Linked DNA regions of Mus musculus: region 1 is linked to region 2. The links are chromatin contacts, called in public HiChIP or PLAC-seq maps. All regions are on one chromosome and are shown on one strand. Each heading gives the region's core, a stretch centred on a gene start, on an enhancer-like site or on the middle of the called end of the contact. The rest is flanking DNA. Distances are from core to core; before and after follow the strand shown.

Region 1 (6,900 bases), core at 3,300-5,799, 92 kb before region 2:
CCCTCCGGAATCCTAAACCCAAACTAACTCTTCCATTGCTAATTTTTATTCTCGGTGTTTTATCACAACAGAAAAGCAGCTAATCTGCAAGCGCTGAGATTACTGGAAAATTTAACCATCACTTAAAAGTTCAGTTTATTTTGTTGTATGTATGTGAGTGCTTGCCTGCATGTATATTGCCACCATGTAAGTACCCATAGAAGTCAGAGGATGACATCGGATCTCTTGGAAGTGGATGAGCTGATGGTATGAGTCTCCATTTGGGTGCTGGAAACCAAACCTGAATCCTCTAAAAGAGCAACAAGTGCTCCTAACAACTGAGCCATCTCTTCAGCCCCTTAACAACCACTTTTAAAGGAGACTGTCACTAATATTTGTTCATAAACTTGGTTACTTAAACATTTTCAACCAATTGAAAGTGTATCTTTACTGAGTTTGATTATTTTCTTAAGAACTTTCGCCATCTGAAGCAAAATATGCATATAGAATCTCCCAAGCATCAAAATATTACAAATCTGGTAAACGAAACTTCTAAATGTGGAAGGTAGTTCTCTTAGATGGTCTCATATAGTATAAAACTTAGTAAGACATTAAAGTAAAGCCAAAAATCTAATCTGATATTTAATTGTGAAATTTAAGATGAAGGTAATATGACTGTCACCCTGTTGGGCAAAATCATGCAAAAGTTAGAAATACATACCAAGTTTATACATTTATATTTTTTTCTTTTCCTTCTCTTTCTCTCTTGCCTCTCATCCTCCTCAGCTTCCTTATTCTTATACTGCTGTGGTGTTGGTGATCAAGCCTATAACCTTTTCATGCTAAGTCAGCGTTCAACTACCGAATCACATTCACTGTCCCCTGAATATGGCCCACAGTGTGAAGCATTGCTATATAATCTTATAACAGCTATGTAAATATTATAAGTTGTTGAATTTGTTTTCAGCTAAGAGCCCTGCAGATACCTGGAGAAGTTGCTCAAAGCCCAGCTTAGAAACTATTGTACTACCTACATAATACATGAATTTGATATTTTAGTTTGCTTGTATGCTACTAAATCAGGATGCCAACTGGATTCTTGTTTTGGACTCAGCTTGGATGTGCTGCACCGTAGTTACAGCTGCAAGTGAATTTCTAATTGGGCTGTTTGTGTCTGTTGTTCCTGGAGTCTATACATCTTTCAGTGTGTTTACTCTGAGCAGACCATAATTCCTATCTGGGCCAGGCTCTCAGTTGGGAATTCAATTTCCTTGACAATTAAGATTCACCATCGTCTTCCCAGACATTCTGAATCCCCAAAGCCACAGCACGCTTGTTGACATTTGAATACGTTTACTGAACGTTAGCTGCTGAAATTATGACTGGCTGAATTTCAGTCTTTCTGGGCTTCACCTGGAATCATGATGTTGGGGAATCAGTTAGTTGATTGTTCATAAATAAATTGAAAGTTATACCTACTATTATGGATTGAATGTGACATGCCCCCATGTGCTCATGTGCTTGGACACTTGTTACTCAGCTGACGGTACTCTGTTGGGAGGTGCTGACGGACTCCTCAGTGGAGGAAGTGGATCACTGAGAGCAGACCGAGAGGTTTTTTAGCCCCACCCACTTCTTCTCTATGCTCTACTCCCTGGTACAGTGTGATTGGCTGCTTCAAGCTCTTGCTCCCACACCTTTCCTGCTACATTGGCTTAGTCTGTGGATAAATCTATCCATCTATGTACCCTTCCTTCCTTCCTTCCTTCCATTGCTTCTGTTTGAGTACTTTCGTCACAGTAACAAGAAAAGTGATACATAAAATCAGTACTAAGCATGGGGCTGTCTTTGATAAACCTGACCAGATGATTCTTAGGTCCTTGGTACTGATCTAAAAGGGTAACATGGAAGAGTTTGGCTGTATGGGATAGAGGAGCCCTAGATACTATGAGAAGAGCTTATTGGGCCCCTTCAGTGGGAGTAAGGAAGACCAGAATACTGAGAGAAATATGGACAGTAGAGGTCTGGCTCATGAGGCTTCAGAGGTAAATGAGGATGATACAGGGAACTGGGATAGAGGCAATTCCTGTAATATTCTTACAAAGGATCTGGCTACATCCTGCCATGTCTTGAGGCTGAATTGAAAAGTAGCAAGGTAATTTGTTTAGAGGAGGAAATTTCAAGGAGGACAAGATTTGAGCTGTGTTTTTAAATGGTTACTTTACATTTACATATGTAGGTATATATGCTACAGCATGCATATAGAGGTCAGAGGACAACCAGCAGGAGTCACCTTTCTTTTTCCACCATGTGGATTCCAGGGATCAGTCTCCAGCCATTGGTATTTCTGGCAAGAGCTCTTATCCATGAGCCATCCTGATAGTTATAAATTGTGTTCTTTTTCAGGGAGGGGTGGTGGTGAAATGTACAGTGTACAGTTTGTCAGAAAATGAGCATGAAAGAGTTTGCCGTTGCAGACAAAGTGGCGACAGACAAAGCAGCTGTAATTTTTGTTAAGTGATGAGTGCCATTAAAGAGAAACGTGATGTTCTGTACTGGGGGCATGCCATGAGGGAAGGCTCTATCAGTGCTAACACTAAGAAATGTGCAGTCTCCTGCAACTGTGACCCCAGGGGCAAGCCACATGTTCAGCTGGAAGGAGAACTTAGCAATGTTATTCCCTTGGTCCTGTTTTTTTTTTCTCTCCAGACATAAAAGATGCAAATATGGAAAGAGCATGGAGACCCTCCCAAGGTTCCAGAAAAAGGCTGGTGCCAGATAATGAGTGACAAGGCGGATTTCCCAAAAAGCAGCCTTGAGAGGCCATTGTGAGAAGCTGGGAAGAGAAAACTTTGAATTCCACAGAGATGGCAGAATGTTGGAGAGAGTCATCAAGGAAGCCAGACAAAGAGAGAGTCATGTAGGGCACAAACAGCAGAGCTGCAAGGGCTGGGATGCCTAAGCTTGTTGGAGCCCTCTGGTTCCATTATGAGCTCCAGACATTGGAGGTACAGTGGTAGGGTTTGGTCTTTACCTTGTGTGTTTTGGTTTTGCTTTGGTCCTGCTTTCTCCGCCTCATTCTTCTCTTTTAGAACAGGGATGTTTATTCTGGACCATTACATACTGGAAATATGTAAGTTGTATTTTGATTTTACAGTAACTCATAGTTAAGAGGCTGCCTTGAGTCTCAGAAGAGACCTTGTCCTTTTGGGCAATGTTGAGACTGCTAAAGATCACAGGGACTTCGACGTTGGACTAAATGCTCTTGTATTAGGAGTTGGCTGTGAACCTAGCAGGGACAGGATGGCATGTTGCAGTTTGAATGTGAAAAGTCTTCCATAAGCTCATGTGTTTAATTAAACACTTGGTCCCCTGTTAGTACAGTCTTGGAAGGTTGTGGAACTTTTAGGAAGTATAGCCTCTCTGGAGGAAGTAGGTTGCAGGGTAGGTCTTGAATTTTTATAGCCTGGTTTCACTTCCTGTCTCCTTTCTGCTTCCTGACTGCAGATACAGCTGGTCTACCTGTCTCGTGTTTGGGCTTCCCTGCCTTCCTCTCCATGAGGGTCTATATCTCTTTTTCACCTGGGGGTCAAAATCAGCCCCTCCTTCCTAAAATGGGTTTTTCCAGGTGTTTGGTCATAGCGAAGAGAAAAGTACATGAAATGCCCACATTGCCAACTGCTCTAACACCGGAGTGAACAAGCCACACAGCCTCCCATGCTGGGCTGTTGTCAGCGCTCGCTCCACTAGGATGGCTACTCCTGGCTTTCCAACCTATCCACCACAACAGTTTGCTCAGCAGGTATCTGAGCTCAACTCCTCTCTTCCTCCTTGACTAGCTTAAATTCCATAAGTGATCACAAAGTTATCACTCTTGTTTAGCCTTCAATTATTTTGCTCTTTCTTCGTCCACCTATTGTGATGCAGTCACTGCCTTGGCAACCCCTATGTTTACTACTGTGCACATGAGTCTTCCAGAAAATCCCTTTAAAAAATACTTAGCATATAAAATGGCGTGGTTCATTATGACATGTCCATCCACTGGTCTTTACTCATTTTTTTCTTATATTACTGTCCCCCACCCGTTCTCCTCTCTACCATGGATCCCTCTCCTTTCCCCAGATCTGTTTCCATGTCTCTCTCTCTGTCTCTCTCTGTCTCTCCTCTCTCTCTCTGTCTCTCATCTCCCTCTCTCTCTGTCTCTCTCTCTCTCTCTCTCACACACACACACACACACTCTCTTAAATCAATATTACACATAAGAAAAACATCCAATAATCCAATAGTTTCTTCTAAGTCCGGTTTCTTGGCCTATTATGATTTTAGTCCCACTCTATTTTTTCTGCAAAGGATATCATTTCTTTATTCTTTATGACTGAAAATAATCTTCATAGTTCCTAAGTACAATATTTTATTTACCCATAGTTCTGTAGATGCACATTGTGAATATTAATAGCACTCACTGTAAGAAACATGGGTGTCCAACACATTCATCCCTTGGGGTTATTACCATGCCCAGTTCCAAGCGACTGGGAAAGCTGCTAGTTTTGAGTGGTGTCTGGAACCACTTCAGTGCAGGCTGCTTGCCACTTGGGTCATGTGATTCCACAGACCTGATGGCACTTGCAGTATCAGTGGCAGATAAGGATGCTATTTTGAGTTTTTGGCCATGGTCCATAGGTGAACTACTGTGGAGGCCCTTAGGATTTTAGAGAAAGGTTTTATGGTCATCTGCAGACAGCTACCTCAACACGTGAGAGAAAATAGGCAATGTTTATCTCTCGGAGTTTGATTCATTATTCTTCATATGAACCTGAGTTCCACTCAGTGTTCTGTAAAAGACATACTCTGTTATTCTTTACAGCTGTTTAAATCTCCATTGTCTATTTATAGGACATTTCCTTTACTCATTCTTCTGTGGATGGAGCTCAAGGATCTTGTGACTGTCTTGGCTATTGTGAACAATACTACAGTAAGTGTGTATGCCCCAGTGTCTCTGTACCATGCTGAGTTAGCACACATAAAAGTTTTCTGAAAAATCTCCAAGTTGATTTCTTTACACCTGTAGTCATTGATATTCCTATCTGTAGTGCACAGGGCTTCTTCTCCTGCTTTCTCCTCACCAGCATTTATTGCCGTGTGTGTGTGTGTGTGTGTGTGTGTGTGTGTGTGTGTGTGTGTGTTTGATGATAACCATTAAGCCTAGGAAGATAAGATCTCAATACAGTTTAATTTGCATTTCGTGATGGCTAAGAATACCCAAAATCTTTTCGCATGTGTACTAGTCATTAATATTTTATCTTTCGTGAGCTGGTTGATTTATTTGCTGACATTTTGGTTCATGCTTCACACATTCAGTGTTTGGCGATGTGCAGTGTTTCAGTGTGATTTCTTTACAGTCTCCAGTCAATGTAAAGACATCAAATGTCTTTACAAAGTTTTCTCTCTCATTCTGTAGGCTACCTACTTGTGCAGCTGATTGTTTTCTTTGTTGTATAGAAGCCTTTTGATTTCATGCCTTCCCAAATGGGCAGTTATTGATATTTGAGTCCATTTCAAAAGTTGTTTTTTTTTTTTTTTTTTTTTTGCCTATGTCTGTGTGTTGAAGTATGCTTCAAATGTTTTTCTCTAGAAGGTTCAGAGTTACAGATGTTGCTTTAGGGGAGTTGGTTCGCTTTGAATTCTTTTCTGTCTAGGGTTTGGGATAGGAACTTAATTTCATTCCACTGCATGTGGATATGCAATTTTTCTTAGCATTACTTAAGGAAGCAGTAGTTTCTATGTTATATGCTTATGAGAATTTTATTAAAAACCTAGGTGGTGGAAGTTACATGGGTTTACTGATGAGTCTTGTGACTCTTCTTTTCCTATTTTTTCTTTTTTTTTTTTTGGTCTCATGTTTTGGTTACTATGGCTCTGCAAAATAGTCTGAGATTGGACATTTTTAAATAAAAATGTTTGGCTATTTATTTATGTGTGTGCACATGTGGAATCAAGAGGACATTATCTGGGAGTTTTATTTATTTATTTATTTATATTTATTTTATTTATATTAGGAAAAAGTCATTGACATTTTTATGGTAACTGCATTGAATCTGTACATTAGTTTGAACAGAATAGACATTTTCACAATATTAATTTTGCCAATCCTTGAGTGTGAAAGGTTATTTTGTTTTCTAGTGTCTTCTTCAATTTCTTTAGTCTTTTAAAGTTTTCGCTGTAGAGCTCTTTCTTTTCTTCACGTTTATTCCCAAGTGCTTAAATTTCTGAATTTATTATGAATGAAATTTTCTTCCTGCAAACAGAATATTTGACAAGGTTCACAGCTAGGATTTGTAAAGAAGCCATGAAACAAACACTAAAAGTGAAAAATGAAAAAAATCACTGTGTGCGATGAAACAAACACTAATCATCCAAACAATATATGGGGAAATGAACTGACCAGTTCAGAAAAAATGAACTACTAATGACTAACAAATTCCTTTCAAGTTTATTATTGGTATATAAAAAAGTTACTTGTGTGTGTGTGTGTGTGTTTGAGTGTATATGTATTGGTTTTGCATATTGTCCTGAAGACAGTACAAGTAGAAAGAACATTCTTCAACATAAAAAAATTTAACACCTCAAAACTGTTGTCAACCTTATGTTTAATGGTGAAAAATGAATGCATTTCCTCTAAAGTAAAAAACTAATCAATGAAGTTTTAGTTAAAGCAGCAAGATTAAAGTAAGAACTAAAAAGTATAAAACTTGGAAAGGAAAAATCAGAGCATCTCTCTCTGCAGAGATGATCCTATACTGAAAGGACTTGAGAGTCAACCAGAAAATCCTTAGGTCAGATAAACACTTTCAGTAAAACATTAAGGTACAGAGTAATAGTAGTAGATTCACATCTGGATCTGTGAGTTCCCCAACTATGGAT
Region 2 (6,824 bases), core at 1,813-4,312:
ATTTAGAGTCCTGGGGTGGGAGGACTTGAAAAACAAAAATAGAATTTTCAACAATCTCTATCTTACAAAGATACTTAGCTATCCAATGAAATTGCACTTCACTCAATTCAAAATTCGATTGTTTTGATTCCTGTCAGTTTCTGTCAAAACAGACCATCTTCCCCATTTCCATGTGAATTTTTGTGTCATTGTTGAAATTGTTGAAAAATGTTTTTTTTTAAATGTAAGTGCAGCATTTCAAAACTTAAGAACAAAAAAAACAAAAAAAAACAAAAAAAAAAAAAACAAAAAAACAAAAACCCAACCAAACTGATAGTAGTAGTCTTTGCCGTCTTTTTGGAAATTGCTCTGCAACAGGAGCGGATTCACTGTCCTTGCGGGTTGTGTTATGTATGTAACTGCTGACTGCTGAACCAAACCAAATTAAAAGAAAGATCAACTTAACTGCATTTTTTCCCTAATATGTTACAGAAAAAAAAAAACCAAAAAAACAACCCCCCCCCCAAAAAAAACCATTGCCCTTTGAGTGTCCTGTAAGTTACAGATCTCAGCGATTACAGAAGGTTTCATGCTCCAGGTGTCTCCAGATGCTCAGGGAGGGTCACACACCTGCACGGGCAAATTCAGGAAATACTGGGAAAAGGCCAGGCTCCCAAGTGTTACCACAGGAAGTTCACGAGCGAGGCTCATCCTTCACCAACCACTTCACCTACTGCTCACGCCACCACTGAAACACTTCAAATGTCACACAGCCCAACCATTTCCAGCACCATGAGAAATTACGACAGTCCCTAAAGTATTAAAAAAGAAAAAAAAAAAGAAAAAAAGAAAAAAAGAAAAAAAAAAGAATCCCAAAAAGTTATGGCCTTTGCTGTTTGACCACGATGTTTGCTGTTTCCATGTATAAGTTGATTCGAGTTGGTTTCGCTCCCCTTCCACTGACAGTGAAGTTGTAACTGCGCCGGGTTGAGGTTGCGTCCATGTTACAGAGTTGAGAAGGGGTCAGGTGGTCTGTCTGGAGGATGGTGGGATGCTGCAACTTTTATCCCAGGTACCAGGACTGGAAGACAAAAAGAAAAGTCTAATTAAAATGCAGGTGTAGTGCTGGGTGTAGTGGCTCGTGGGTAGCTCTTGGCTAGTATGAGCAAGGCCCACAGTGATCCAGTGCACAAAAACAAAAAGCATTCAATATTGTAAAACTATTTTGAAAGTTGCTCTTTTAACCATGGGATCAGAATTTACCTTGGGAGTTCATGTGGTCGAGGGATGACAGTAAATCCCAAGCCACTGAAATTTATCTTATTCCTCTGACATTAAAATTCATTGCCTTTGTGGGCTTTGCCAATGCTTTGCATATATCTTACCAGGTGCCGTCTTTCTGGTCACATGGCAGGTTTTGTAACCCTGTAGTGAGCCAATTAGAAGAGGGCAAGGAACCTGGCTATCTTATTAGTACCTAGCTTAATGCCTGGGAGGGCTCAAGAAAGACAAGCAAATTCGATGGAGTGGCTGAAGTGTGAGCTTGGGGCTGCAGCAAATAGCTATTTCCATGACTTTCTCAATATATTTCTCAGTGAGGTGTAGGTGCTAAGGACAGGTGCTAAATGTACAAACACAACATTCTGTAGGTGGCCCATGATAGCAGTTAAAACAGAAAGGTCTGGTGGAAAACTCACTGGTGACCTGGGAGGGGGTGGGGGGTGGGAAGTCAGACTGGCCTCTCCCCTTGCTCCTCATGATGGGTGCAAATCCTTTCTTCCCTCCCCTCCTCTCCCCTCCCCTCCCCTCCTCTCCCCTCTTCTCCCCTCCTCTCCCCTCCTCTCCCCTCCCCTCCCCTCTCCTCCCCTCCCCTCCTCTTTCTTTCTCTTTCTCTCTCTCTCTCTCTCTCTCTCTCTTTCTCTCTTTCTCTCTTTCTCTCTTTTTTTCTTTCCGAGACAGGGTTTCTCTGTATAGACCTGGCTGTCCTGGAACTCACTTCATAGACAAGGCTGGCCTTGAACTCAGAAATCCACCTGCCTCTGCCTCCCAAGTGCTGGGATTAAAGGCATTCGCCACCACTGCCCGGCCAGGTGCAAATCCTTTCAATGGCATATATTTAAAATTCTTTTCTTAGAAAAGATACATAATAAAATAAGATGGCACCTTATGAAGCACCATTGTGTTCATGGGGAAATGAAACCACTGTAGTTCTCGTTCATGTTTCTGTCTACTCAATGTGCCCTTGGAGCTTTCTGCCAGCTGTGGAGCCAGTCTTATGTCCCTTTCAGAAACATTCTTTGTCAACACAGAGAGTTCGCTTAACAAAATGAGCAACTATAGACCAATCTCAAAACTCAAGTGAGGCTAAAAATTGTATGACTTTTTTTTTTTTTTTTTGCCAACTTTCTTCTAAGTATTCTGAAGAATTCAGTATTTTCATCAGAAAACCTACCAGCTTCGAGGCTGTGAGTTCTGCATTGAAAACATCACCAGGGTTTGAGTCAGTCGGAACTGATTCCGGAGGTGAGGGCTAAAGCTCACTCTTGTCGGGGAGATTCAATTAGGGGAAAGTCGGGACTCCTTTGATCCCAGGGATAAATAGCTAAGTGATAGCTCCATGGAGGCATGGTGTAAAATTTCCTGGTCACACAAGGTACCTTTGATTTCCAAAGGCGCTTATAACAAAACAAAACAAAACAAAAACTCCTAGCTCAAACCACAAAACTACTCATCCTGTAGACTTTTACTCTCTGACCATGCGCTTCGGAGAACCCAATAAAGCTGCTTATATCTGGAAAAGAAATCACCCTGGCAAGTATGCATGGCCTAAATCTAAGTGGACAAAAGAAAGATCAGTAAGAAGGAAAGGGGAGGGAAGCAGACCGCAAACCGTGTCTGCGTTAAGTTTCTCCTGATCTCTGACGCAGATCCACTTTCCATATCTGCTCTTATACAGAACAGTCTCAAACTGAGTGGTAAGTGCTGTTCCCAATCTGTTTGCATGCTTTCTAAGGCAGTTGTGAAATTCTGGACTTCTTCAGTGTGGCAGTCCTGAAGCAAAGGCCTGGGACCTGGCGAGTCACCAGGGGGAGCAGTTTTCCGTCCCGTAGTTTCTGCATTCAGGACATTACAAAAATCAGCAGTGCCCTGTACATACTTCTGCTAAAAAGCAAAGCAAAGCAAAGCAAAGCAAAGCAAAGCAAAGCAAAGCAAAGCAAAGCAAAGCAAAGCAAAGCAAAGCAAAGCAAAGCAAAGCAAAGCAAAGCAAAGCAAAGCAAAGCAAAGCAAAGAAAAAAAAAGTTTCTTCACACATCTTACTATTCAGTGTGTGCCTCGCCCACAAGGTTACCCCAGAGCAGCTCTGTAACCCTTCACTGAAATAGGCTTTATTGATTGCTCTGGGCTATTGTTCTCTTTTCAAGTCCCCCAAGTTCAAGTTCATCCTGGTGTTACATCATGTCTGGTTGCTCTTAGCAACCAGACAGACCCAGACGTGACTATCATTAGCAAGAAACCCGCCACTCTCCTCCCACCAACCTTCCAGTGGCTCTGACGTAGCAGGCCCACTGCAAACACACTGAAGTATTTATTCTGCCTAATTTATGACCTACCCAGCAAGCTAGACCCCCGCTCCAAAAACCAACACTGTTGTATATTTAATTAATCTGTCTTTCTTTGGCATTTGAGAAAGTTAGACAAAGGACTAATTATTGTGTTTCGCTCTCCACACTTTTCTTTTGGGGGGTGAATATTTGCCTGGGAAAGAAAACGATGAGGCCCCGCATTGGCCCCTCCCCTTTTTCTTTCTGCCCTTTTGACATTTCATGAAATACTTTAGCTGCTTAAGGGAGTTAGAAAAAAAAAAAAAAAAGAAAGAAAGAAAGAAAAAAAAACCGCACTGTGAATGTTACTCCTTCTGAGTTGGTATTCAGTAACACAAATCAACTCACGACATGTTTAAATTTAAATGCTAACCACACGCTCTCAGAGTTACTTTAAAGGTTAGTTTTTAATCAATAGAAGTTGCTGACTCTGGGTTTTTGAGCTGCACACTGCAACTCCCGGGCTTTTGTCTAATGTTAAAGCTTGGGAACTTTTTTTTCCTTGAGATGATTTTAGCAATGATTTGCAGATACTGGGGCTATTGTGCTCCTACCAGCAACATGTCAATAGAGGAGCTGAGCTGCCCTGTGGTGGGCTGTCAATATGACTCCTAAGGCAGGGGTTGGGGGTCTTTAATAACCCGTGAAAAAACCTTAATTAACCCTTTCAGGTCCAAACCAAAACCTATTCTCCCACTTTTCACTCCTGTAATTTGACCATTAGTACTTATTTCAACATCTCACTAATCTTCATGACAATTAACCCAGCTACTTGACCAAGGGCTTCCAGAATGGGAAGTCAGTTAGGGGGAACCACACACGAACTTCTCTCTCTCTCTCTCTCTCTTTCTTTCTCTCTTTCTTTCTTTCTTTCTTTCTTTCTGTTTTTTTGAATGAGGTCTCTTAGTAAACGATCTGCAGAAATATAGTAGAGAAACAGTTGTAAGCAATAAGAAATTACTCCATTTTGCCAAGTTTTCTATCTGTCAGTTTGTAGTTGAAGACACTGGTGGTGACAGGTGTGACAACCGCCCACACAGAGGTGCTCCTGGATTTTCCTAAACTTCTGAGAACTGCCAATCGCCTCAGCCGGGTAAGGCAATAGGAGGAAAGGCTCCTTTGCTGTGGCATTTCCCTTTAATCTCGTTACTTGAAAACGCAGCAAGTCTGAGAGCACTCACTAAAGGAGGATTCGGCATCTTTCTTCTTGGGACAGGAGAACAGAGAGCGAGAGGGATCTGAGAAAATCTGGGAAATACTTGGATTGAATCAAGTCATTGGGAAGATACTGACACGAGAAGCAAAACTCATCTGTGGAGGGAGAGTCAGGAAATCATCCTCACGTCTGACATCTGCTTGGGTTTCATATGGCCTCTGCCTTCATACTTTATAGGCCCTTAATCTGCCCTACTGTATCCAGGCGACTACAAAGGAATCCCTGTCCCTTATCTGCCGAGAGTGGCAATATTACAGTACTGCATCAGAGGATGTTATCTTGATACATTTACATTGAGGCAGTAAACACTGGGCTTTGATCTATTGCCCCTCCCCCAGCAGGAACATTCAACCACAGTTGATTTGGTGGCCCATAAATCCACACTCCCTCAAAGGCTCTAGTTTCAAGAAATTAGCCAGTTACATTCTCAATGTCCACAGTTTGGGATGAACCAGGGGTGGGAGGGGGAACCCGTCCTCTTTCAGTGTTCAAGGTGAAACATCAAAAGAAATCTGCAGTCCGAGAGCTCAGCTTTCCTTCTAGCTGGTCAGATGGAGAAGTAATCTCATCAGGTTGGAAAGTGCTGACTCAGGATTTAATAAAGTGCCTGCAGATGTGGTGTCTCTAAGGTATTCAACTCATGTAATGCAAAACAGCTCCGCGCCCAGCGACGTGCTTATAAAATTTCATTTAACCATTGCAGCGCGGTTCTCTTAGGAGTTTTATCACACTTCCCGCCCCTTAATTTACAGCTCCATGAAAGTTCCAGCCCCATTCTGTGGGGATTCTGGAATGCTCACAGTAGTCAGGATTTACGAACCATAAACAGCCTCCGTCCCACTGTATCCTAAACAAGAGGGCTGAGATGGCAGCCCGCACTGTGACAGTGGCAGGCTGGTCCTTCTCTTGTGCCTTACAAAATGGAGTTGGTCCAGAGTCTACTGGAGACAGGTGATGAAGTCAAGGGACTCACCTTCCTTCTCAACTGCCAATATTCTAACACACGCAACTTTTTCTTACAGTCTCCCTTTCTACGCAGCGGGCAGGGCATACATTTTAAAAACAGAAAAGAAGTAGATCTGAGATATTTCACTTTGGGAGAGAGAGAGACAGAGACAGACAGAGACAGAAAGACAGAGAGACAGTGTGTGTGTGTGTGTGTGTGTGTGTGTGTGTGAGCGCACGCATGCTGTGGAGGGCAGGCTGGGCTGTGACAGCAAAATCTGTTTTTCAAATTAAAAAGTTGAACAAAAGGCCCTTCGGGGCAAAGTTTAACACTGCACGGAAGGAGGTTGTTAATGTGGAATCCAGAAGTGGGTGTGACGCTTAGCTTTCCTCTCCAGGCAAGGTGGGTTATTTAAGGACATTTACACATATAAACGGAAACACAAAAATACAGGAAGCTCCCCTCCAACACATCAGTCTCTACCAGCCACACAAGGGACCCAGCAAGCAGGTCTGCATTGAGTGCAGCTACTATATTGTCCCTCCTGGGGATGATGCTACCTCTCCTGGACCACACGAATCCAGTCAGTTAGTCATTTCTGGCTTCCTGTTCTTGTTTGCATGAACTAAGCCTACTATTTAGCACAAATGAGTTGTCCTTGGCAAATCAGCCAAAAGCTGGAGGAGGGGGGCTGGGGGGGGGTAAGGGGGCACCCCTGTCTCTGACACAGAAGGAGTAGACAGACCTCTGCGTGCATTCCTGGTTTCTCCTTTTAGGATCAACCACTTGGGAGCCATTAGTCATTTGGTCAGTAAGTACCAAGAGGCTGCAGTTTTCTTGGTGTCGTGGACTTGAGGGTCTGGGAATGTTGGGAGTAAAGAAAATGTGGCATCCGCCTTTAGAAGCTTTAGTGTCCAGCAGGAAGAGGTTTGGTTTAGACTTCTATGCCCTTCACGACTTCTCAAAGGATCTTGATAAACTCAGCTGATGAGGCCAAATGTCTAAAGGCCCGTACTGAATTCCACTGATGGGTTGTATGACATCATAGACAGGGCTCTGTATGACAGACAGGGCTCTGTGC

Evidence for each region. HiChIP or PLAC-seq counts read pairs in DNA pulled down with a chosen protein or histone mark.
Region 1: an H3K27ac HiChIP or PLAC-seq map of heart atrium shows a contact between it and region 2, with 7 read pairs. The contact joins two enhancer-like sites. A contact is called at or near these places in 1 of 15 datasets of contacts at CTCF or cohesin (large pre-B cells), 4 of 484 Hi-C or Micro-C datasets (the HL-1 cell line, nephron progenitors, pre-megakaryocyte-erythroid progenitors and 1 more), 4 of 115 datasets of contacts at active chromatin or transcription factors (Th17 cells, heart atrium, microglia and 1 more) and 1 of 9 other capture datasets (embryonic stem cells).

What each region holds. Positions count from the first base shown.
Region 1 is chr4:98,198,975-98,205,874 of GRCm38.p6, reverse strand. It overlaps the pseudogene Gm12691. Among named protein-coding and RNA genes, the nearest start is that of Gm34784, 76 kb to the right of the region's middle. Within about 2 kb of position 4,549, at least 27 of the 459 cell types and tissues checked have an H3K27ac peak or open chromatin away from gene starts, as enhancers often do. A contact at or near this core is called in heart atrium and microglia, where this site is marked.
Region 2 is chr4:98,105,454-98,112,277 of GRCm38.p6, reverse strand. It overlaps Nfia (nuclear factor I/A), which reads right to left. Exons shown (of 11, transcript NM_010905.3): 11 at 1-1,060. The coding sequence ends at 1,043. Among named protein-coding and RNA genes, the nearest start is that of Gm34784, 17 kb to the left of the region's middle. Within about 2 kb of position 3,062, at least 126 of the 459 cell types and tissues checked have an H3K27ac peak or open chromatin away from gene starts, as enhancers often do. A contact at or near this core is called in heart atrium and microglia, where this site is marked.